Linked DNA regions of Mus musculus: all the other regions are linked to region 2. Evidence: chromatin contacts called from public ChIA-PET and HiChIP or PLAC-seq data. All regions are on one chromosome and are shown on one strand. Each heading gives the region's core, a stretch centred on a gene start, on an enhancer-like site or on the middle of the called end of the contact. The rest is flanking DNA. Distances are from core to core; before and after follow the strand shown. Region 1 has its middle 23 kb from the start of Gm39478. Region 2 overlaps Tnrc6c (trinucleotide repeat containing 6C). Region 3 overlaps Septin9 (septin 9).

Region 1 (2,700 bases), core at 117-2,616, 440 kb after region 2:
TTTTTTTTTTTTTTTTTTGGTTCTTCGAGACAGGGTTTCTCTGTATAGTCCTGGCTGTCCTGGAACTCACTTTGTAGACCAGGCTGGCCTCGAACTCGGAAATCCGCCTGCCTCTGCCTCCCGAGTGCTGGGATTAAAGGTGTTCACCATCACGCCCGGCACCTGTTGAGCCATTTTATCTGCCCCTTTTGTGTGTGGAAGATATCAGGTGTCCTCCTCAGTGGCTCTCCACTGAGTCTGGAGTTCACTTGATGAGACTGGTCAGAAAGCCAAGGGAATCCTCCTGCCTCTGGCCCTGCCTCTGACTCCTCAGCTAAGAGATTAAAGTCTGGGCCACCTCATCTGGCTGTAAATTAATGAATTAAGGTTTTCAAGACAGGGTGTCTTAGGGTTTCATTGCTGTGAAGAGACACCATGAACAAGGCCACTCTTACAAAAGAAAACATTTCATCGGGGCTGGTTTACAGTTTCAGAGGTTTAGTCCATTATCATCATGGCGGGAAGCATGACAATGTGCAGGCCGACATGGCGCTGGAGGAGCAGAGAGTTGAGCAGGCAGCAAGGAGAAGCTGCGCTCCACACTGAGCAGAGCTTAATCCTAAGAGATCTTAAAGCCCACCCCCACAGTGACACACTTCTTTCATCAAGGCCACACCTACTCTAACAAGGCCACATCCCTTAACTGTGTCAGTCTCCATGGGCTAAGTGTACAAATACATGCGTCTGTGGGGGCCACACCTATTCAAACCACCACACAGGGCTTCTCTGGCTGTTCCAGAACCCACTATGTACACCAGGCTGGCCTCGAACTCAGAGATCCACCCGCCTCTGCCTCTTGATTGCTGGGATTAAAGGTGTGAGGCGTCATCGCCCGGCACAGTTAAATATCATAGACAGAATGCTATTCTGGCTTCTTCTTAACCTTCTTTAATGTTGTCTTTGGTTATCCTTTTTTTTCCCCCTTGAGACAGGCTAGCTTCAAACTCTCAATCTTCCTACCTCAGTTCCCGAGAGGGATTCCATACACCTGGCTCGATAAATTTTATCTTGAAAAGTAGCCCAGGCTGGCTCAGAACTCAGATCCACCTGTCTCTGCTTCTGAGTGCTGGGAGTAAAGGTGTCTACCAGCAGGCTCAGTTCTACCTACGGCACTTCGCAGGGTACCGCCTCACCGCCGACCCTGACCACCCCTGTTTGGACTTTCCTCCTCCAGCTCGGCAATCTAGTTGAGAATTGTCGCTCCATATCGTCTTAGAGAAACAAAGAATGACCTTATTTTTTCTCTTTTTCCATTTCCTTGATTTCTGCCTTTATCATCATTACTTCCTTCCTCCTACTGACTTGGTGGCTTAGTCAGGGCCTGGCCAGGAAACAGATATGATATCAGCGATCTTAACTGCAACTTATATAAAGGCCGTGGTGTGTGTGTGTGTGTGCGTGTTGCCCATTTGTTTTATTTTTGAGACCTAAATTTTTTATATTTATTCATTTTTGTTTCACACATGAGCACTTTGCCTCCATTAATATCTATACAGCATGTACGTGCATACTCAGTGCCTGTGAGGTCAGAAGTGGGCATCGGATCTCCTGGAACTGGATTTACCAATAATTGTGAGTCACCACATGTGTGCTAGGAACTGAGCCCAGGTCACCTTCAAGGGAAACCAGTGCACTTGACCACTGAGCCATCTCTCCAGCCCGAGACATGGTCTTCTATGAAGCCCAGGAAGACCTTGAACTTCCTGTGTATCCTACACTGGTCTCAAACTCTTGTTAATCTTTATGCCTCAGACTCCTGAGTGCTGGGGTCATAAGTGTGAGCTACCACAACTGTTGTGAAAATTCTCACCGATCAGCAAGTGTTACTAAACACCGACAGGGTTTATTGATCCCGGAGGATGACTAAAGCTGTCACTGTCACACATGGTGGTCTCCATGACACAGCACAAGGGCACACAGGAAGGGGAACACAGGAAGAGGACTTGATTCATCCGTGCTCAGAGAGTTCGGCTCGCCTCAGGTCCCATGCTCCGGTGCCTTTCAAACTTCCCCTGTGTCCAGTTCATTTCTAGTGTTCAAAGAAGCCTTGCTGAGGGGCTGGAAAAATGGCTCAGTCTGGACAACTCCTGCAAAACTGGGTTTGGCTGGCAGCTCACAACCACCTATATAAAATTCTAGCCCCAAGAGACTCTATCCTCTGAGCACCTGCAGTCCCACCCACAGACACAGACAAGCAGACACACAGACACATACAAACACACAGTCACACACATAAGCACACAGACACACACACTAGCAGACACAGACACACACAAAAACACACAGAGACTTACCTTCACACACAGAAGAACACATACACACATACAAGCACACAGACATACACTAGCAAACAGACACACAGACACACACAAACAGATATACATGTTCACACACACTCACAAACACATATATATACACACAGACACACATAGACAACACACACAGACACATACAGATACACAGTCACACACAGACACATAAGCACACAGACACACACACTAGCAAATAGACACAGACACACGCGTTCACACACAGAGACACACATATACACACACAGACATACATAGACACAGGTACACACAGACACATACACAGATATGCACAGACACACATAGACACAAACACATAAGAATAAACCTAGCCAGTCCCCCTGATACACTG
Region 2 (2,719 bases), core at 1-2,500:
CTAGACAAAGTGTAATAAAATACAGAATATAAGCAGGAGTAAGCACAATTATGAGGACTTTCGAAAGAGCAGCTGAGAGTTAGGAATTCAACCTGTGTGAAGGCGGCTTTCTCATCTCTATCTTTTCTCAAGTTTTGACCGGGGTCTACGTCGCCCTCAGAGCTGTGTTGTAGTAAAGATGGCCCAGGCAGCTAAAGTGGACAGAAACCAGTTTTCTCAGTAGAAGGGGGGATCCCAGGAGCTAGCTGGGATGGTGTGATGCCTGGGGGCTGGGGGGTGGTGTTCATCCAAGAAAGGAATTCTCCCAGCTCTGGTAGCAACTGTCACAGGGTGGGCTTACCTCTGGTTCAACTGCACAGCAGTGCAAGGTCAACACCCTCCAAGGGTCACACCCACTCCCCGAGCCAAGCCAGGCAGCCCCAGCTAGACCAGAGCCCAGGAGTGCAGGGCTCAACCTAGAGCCTGTGCCCACAGAATGGAATGGTCTAGAAACAACTGTGACTTTTACTTTGGAACATGAAGAAGAGTCAGAGATTTGAACAGTGGTCTCCAGCTTTCCAAAGAAAGCCTGTCTTACTGCCACCTGGTTTAAGAGGGCTTCAGATTCAAGATTCACTTGTTAAGAGTTACTACTAAGGCAAGACAGATCCCAGCAGCAATTCTCAGTTTATCTGACTTTAGAAACAATGCCCCCTACTGCCTTCCTAAGACACACATCTTTCTGAGGCTTGTCTCCTGTCATCTGTTGTGTAGCTTTTGTTTGTTTCTCTGTATAGCCCTGGCTGCCCTGGAAATCACTTTGTAGACCAGGCTGGCCTCAGAAATCTGCCTTTCATTTTTGCAGGCTTTCCTCTGTAAACTATGGTGATCACCTACACACACCACACCCTTTCCTTCCGAACTGGGAACTGCACCTCTATTTCCCTCACAGAGCCCCTTCAATTCAAAGTCTCTGAAGCACAGTAGCTTCAGTGAAGCATTCTGGGTGTGGCTAATCCACAGGCAGCGCGTTACCTGGACGACAGTGCTTGGGCTCAGGGATGGCTTGACACACGAATATCTAGAACTAGCGGCTAGAAGCTGTGCTCTCAGCCAGAGATCCCAAAATGAAGGCAACTTAGAGAAAAAGAAACCAAGAAACACAAGGCTGAACTCCACCTGTAGGGGCGTGGCCTAAGTCCAGAACGCAGACTTGAGCCTAGTGCACAAGCCTGCCCTCTAAGGGAGAGAGAAAAGCTTGAGCTACATCAGGCTGTTAGGATGGAAGGGAGGCAGCAGCCGGCAGGGAACACACCTGCATTGCAGGATGTCTGTCCCCTGTCCACCAGGGGTAGCTGCACAGGACTTCTGGGTTGCTGCTGGTTTCTAGTCTGGGCAACCTCTATCTAACCAAAGTCAGTTTTTGTTCTTCCCTAAATTGTTATTTTCTATCACATGTAACTTAAGAATCCTAAAGAAAACCAATGTTAGCAACAGCCCCAAGGTGGGAGTCACAGAGAGCCCTGTCTCTGCCTCCTGAGTGATTAAATTTGTATAGCACAACACCTAGTAATACAAAGGAAACCCCAACTAATTTTTGAGAGTCAGTACTCTGCTGGCTCATCTTGCTGTGTATGCTACAGTGTTCAGTTACTAACAATGACAGAATCTCACTGCTCGCTGGGAAATCTGACAACATGCACTATATACCCATGACCAGCACTTCCTGCTGCTGAGGTAGGAACTGGCTGGTTATTCATTTACTACCTATAATGCCAACTTCTGCCTCCTGCCTGCTTTGTGCAAATGGATCTGTGACGTTTAACTACTTTCCCTCACCAGCTGGCATGAGGTCCAACTTCTCTGGCAGAGGGAGCTGGAGAGAAGCGGAGAGGAAAGTTTATACCTCCCAACTGGTGCTCCAAGGCAGGCTCCTGTTAAGCACACATGTGGGACTCCCAGGAACTGCTTTCATGGTGGACTGTAACTTTCTGGCAGGTTGGGTCCACATGGCAGACACCTCATTGACTTTTTTTGCCATGTCCTTCCCAGTGATGTGGCCTCTTACAGGGAGCTCATCTTCCTACTCTAACCCTTGCTACACTGACTCTTCAGGCTTCTTTTCCTTGTTCACATGACTACATGTTTGTTTTCTCTTGACTGATAGAGAAACCTTCAAATGACAGCTTATTTCAAAGCCTGCCAATGAACTGGAAAGTTTAAAAATACTATTACACCAATAAACAAATTCACAGATGTGTTTAAATGATGAATGAATTAAGTCAGTATATAAAACGATAAAACTGAATTACAGATGTGTTTAAATGATGAATGAAGTCAGAGTATATAAAACTACAAACTGAATTTAGCTATCACCACAGAACAAAAACTGACTTTGGTTAGATAGAGGTTGCCCAGACTAGAAACCAGCAGGCAGAGAGAGGAGAGCAGCTCTGTAGAATCGGTATCATTTCTAGAACTCCTGACATGTTGGCTGCCTCGGGAAAGGCTCTCCCTTCACCATTGTGAAAGAAAAAGGACAAAGCCCAGCGCCACAGCCTCAGGCCAGTCACTGAAGTGATGAAGCAAGCCTGCGGCAAGCCATCAACATGGTGTCTCCAGGGGACATGTCTATTCAAAGCCCCTGCAACTCTGAGAACTAGAAGGGCTGTTAACCCAGACATTCAGCTTCAGGAGTCATTAAGCTAAAACGTACTCAAACTGGATTCTAATTTGGGAG
Region 3 (2,776 bases), core at 115-2,614, 340 kb after region 2:
CTGAGGACCCGAGTTCAAATCCCCAGTACTCCTGTAAGAGCCAATGATGACTCTATGTGCCAGAGCTGGAGGCTGTGGAAACAGAGAGGCATTCCAGAAGCTGAACTGACAGACCTTCAGTGAGAGACCCTGTCACACAAAAAAAGGTGATTGACGAAGGTCAGCATATTCCTCTGGTTTCCACCTGCTTGTACATCTGCGCACACACACGTATGGACACACACACACACACACACACACACACACACACCACACAGATGATCTAGATCAGCAGCTTCTGTGGCTGGAGAGATGGACAAATGCAGGAGGGATACAGAGTCAAGGAGCATGGGACATAAGTCTGAGGAGCCCACGTTAGAGGGGTCAAGGCTCTAGCAGCTGACTCCCTGGGCGGCTCGACCCAGGTTGTCAGCACATGGGTGGGCAGAGATGTGGAAGGCTGCTTTCTGGGGAGCTGGGACTTCCCCCATCTTCTTCACCCTGCCTTCACAGTGCCCTGGCCCCTGCTGACTCACCGGAGGACCCTGCGCTCCCCATAAATGTCACAAGAGGCTCCCTGTCCTGTTCCAAAGATGGAAACTGCATATAAATGATCAAATCTTGCAAATTCATGTGCCCGGTTTCAAAAGCCGAACTTTTTAAAAGTGCACATGGCTCATCTAATTTGATAAGTAAGTCAAATCGAATTACACTTCACACTTTGTTTGGGGCAGGAAGTGTCTCCTTGGAGTCTGGTTAAAAGCATGGATGCCAGAAATCTGAGACTCCTCCTGCACCGCCCCCGGACCCCCACTTGGAAACCCAACACAAAGGCTTGGCCTTGGCTTTGGCCTCAGTAGAGAGGGATTTGCAAAGGGAGCGCTTCCCACCTCTCCCAGCTGGAGTGCCTTCCCCAGTCCAAGTTCCAAGAGGGGACTTAACACTGCCCTGATGTGGTTTCCGCAAGCTGCTCTCTGCTGGGAGATGCTTGTGACCTTGCGTCCGATAAGGGCCTGGGACGGACAGAGAAGTTTGAGACTTCATCCCATCCACTCCTCCTTTCCTTCGATGAGGGCAGGGTGGGGAGGTGTGCAGAGGCAGGGGCCCTAGGCATCCCAAAGAAGGGAGTAGGGTCCCTGCTTTGGCTGTTTGCCAAGCTTCCCTCACCCAACCTCCCCTCTATTGTAGGGAGGACTCTCAAGGAGCCCTGTACTTCTGCCAACGTGGTTTCAATTGGCCCCAATCCACAGAGGCAAACTTGGACCAAGTCCAGGGGCGCCCCACCCCCCTCGAGGAGACCCCTTCTGTTCTTCATTTACAGCTAGCAGTTTCTCACTAGGCTGGGCCTATTGAGACATCAACCTTTGCTCAGGGCAGGCTGCAACCTGCAAGCCCTTCTCATTCATTTCCTCAAAAGCCACAGCAGATTTCCAACAGCACACTAAGGCCTCTGCAGAGCCCTCCAAAGTTCTGGGTCAGGGATTTAAATACGGTTCCGGTTCCGGGGTCCACTGACCACCCTGCTTGGGCCCATCCTTGGGGTCATCTATTACATAGCAGCATCGGGGAAGGCAGCCCTGACTCTGCCCACCCCCAGGAATCTCCAACAGCAACAGCTGCACCTGAAGATCCAGCCCTACCCAGGACGCCACTGGCATGTCCTACTGCAGCAGGGGCCATCGAGGCTGCTGGGCCACAGATTCCCTTTGCTCTTGACAAATGTCTATGGAGAAAGAAGGGGGTGGGAGAGAGGCCACTCCATCACCCCACTGTGGACACTGGCCATTTATTACAAGAATTTCCTCTTATCAGGGATGTCCCCTAAGGGGGGGGAGGCGACAGAGCTGCTTCCCAATCCCTTGACCCCTGTCCTATCAGCTGCTGTCAGCTGCTGACATACACCAGAGCTTGGGGTGGGTGAAACATGGTCAAAGGTTCCCCCAACTTATGAAATCATTTGAAATAACAAAAAGTAGACACCCCGCCCTACCCCTCTACCCTCCTACCCCCTGCCGCCAGAAATCCCGTGGACAAAGGCCTGACCCCAGAGATACAGATCTTTTCTGCCTAGGTCAGCTGATACTGCCAAAGGCTTCCGGGTGCCCCATTCACTTTGTTGTGGTGGGGGTGGGGGTCAGGGCATGACATGGGACAGGACGAGACTGAAGGCAGGGTCTTAAGGGCCAGGTAGAGAGAAGCTGGTCCTGGCTGGTGCAAGAGGGCGTGACCACAGGACCTTAAGGAAGAAGAAACCTGTGACTGTATTATGGAGTCCAACAAGGACAGGCAGAAGAACTGAGATGAGCCACTCACTCTTGCAGCTACAGATCCCTGTCCTGGGGAGATCCTGAAACCCAAGAATTCTAGCCATCCACCAGGGAACACGAATCCCTCGGCACCAGTGTATGTTGAAAGATCCTCACACCATGACCTAGTTCTCTAAGGAGAAGCAACCAACCAAGTAGAGCAAATGCCTCAGGGCAGCCTATGACGCACTGTTGAAATGAATGACCAAGCAGTGTCATGTAATGCTGCCTGAACAGAGAGTAAGGATGGGTGGGCAGGCAGACTGACAAATGGACAACGGATGGATGGATAGGTGGATAGACAGATGGGTGGTTGGATGGATGGATGGATGGATGGGTGGATGGACGAATGGGTAGATGGACAGACACGGGTAGATGGACGGATAGATGGATGAATAGATGGATGGATGGGACAGACAGACGGACAGGTGGGTAGATGGATGGTCAGACAGGTGAATGGATGGACAGACAAGTGGGTAGATGGATGAACG

What was found. ChIA-PET counts read pairs in DNA pulled down with a chosen protein or histone mark. HiChIP or PLAC-seq counts read pairs in DNA pulled down with a chosen protein or histone mark.
Region 1: an RNA polymerase II ChIA-PET map of memory CD8 T cells shows a contact between it and region 2, with 5 read pairs. The contact joins two enhancer-like sites. A contact is called at or near these places in 1 of 15 datasets of contacts at CTCF or cohesin (large pre-B cells), 4 of 484 Hi-C or Micro-C datasets (B cells, the HPC-7 cell line, cerebral cortex and 1 more) and 2 of 115 datasets of contacts at active chromatin or transcription factors (fibro-adipogenic progenitors and memory CD8 T cells).
Region 3: a contact with region 2 is called in an H3K27ac HiChIP or PLAC-seq map of embryonic stem cells, with 6 read pairs. The contact joins two enhancer-like sites. A contact is called at or near these places in 3 of 115 datasets of contacts at active chromatin or transcription factors (embryonic basal ganglia, embryonic stem cells and memory CD8 T cells) and 1 of 9 other capture datasets (pancreatic islet).

What each region holds. Positions count from the first base shown.
Region 1 is chr11:117,241,632-117,244,331 of GRCm38.p6, reverse strand. It overlaps a transcript of Septin9 not described here. Among named protein-coding and RNA genes, the nearest start is that of Gm39478, 23 kb to the left of the region's middle. Within about 2 kb of position 1,366, at least 54 of the 459 cell types and tissues checked have an H3K27ac peak or open chromatin away from gene starts, as enhancers often do. A contact at or near this core is called in memory CD8 T cells, where this site is marked.
Region 2 is chr11:117,684,687-117,687,405 of GRCm38.p6, reverse strand. All of the region lies in intron 1 of Tnrc6c (trinucleotide repeat containing 6C), which reads right to left. Among named protein-coding and RNA genes, the nearest start is that of Tnrc6c, 32 kb to the right of the region's middle. Within about 2 kb of position 1,250, at least 122 of the 459 cell types and tissues checked have an H3K27ac peak or open chromatin away from gene starts, as enhancers often do. A contact at or near this core is called in embryonic stem cells and memory CD8 T cells, where this site is marked.
Region 3 is chr11:117,343,664-117,346,439 of GRCm38.p6, reverse strand. The region is part of intron 2 of Septin9 (septin 9); the gene reads right to left. Among named protein-coding and RNA genes, the nearest start is that of Gm51932, 9.4 kb to the right of the region's middle. RefSeq lists an enhancer at 1-2,776. Within about 2 kb of position 1,364, at least 83 of the 459 cell types and tissues checked have an H3K27ac peak or open chromatin away from gene starts, as enhancers often do. A contact at or near this core is called in embryonic stem cells and memory CD8 T cells, where this site is marked.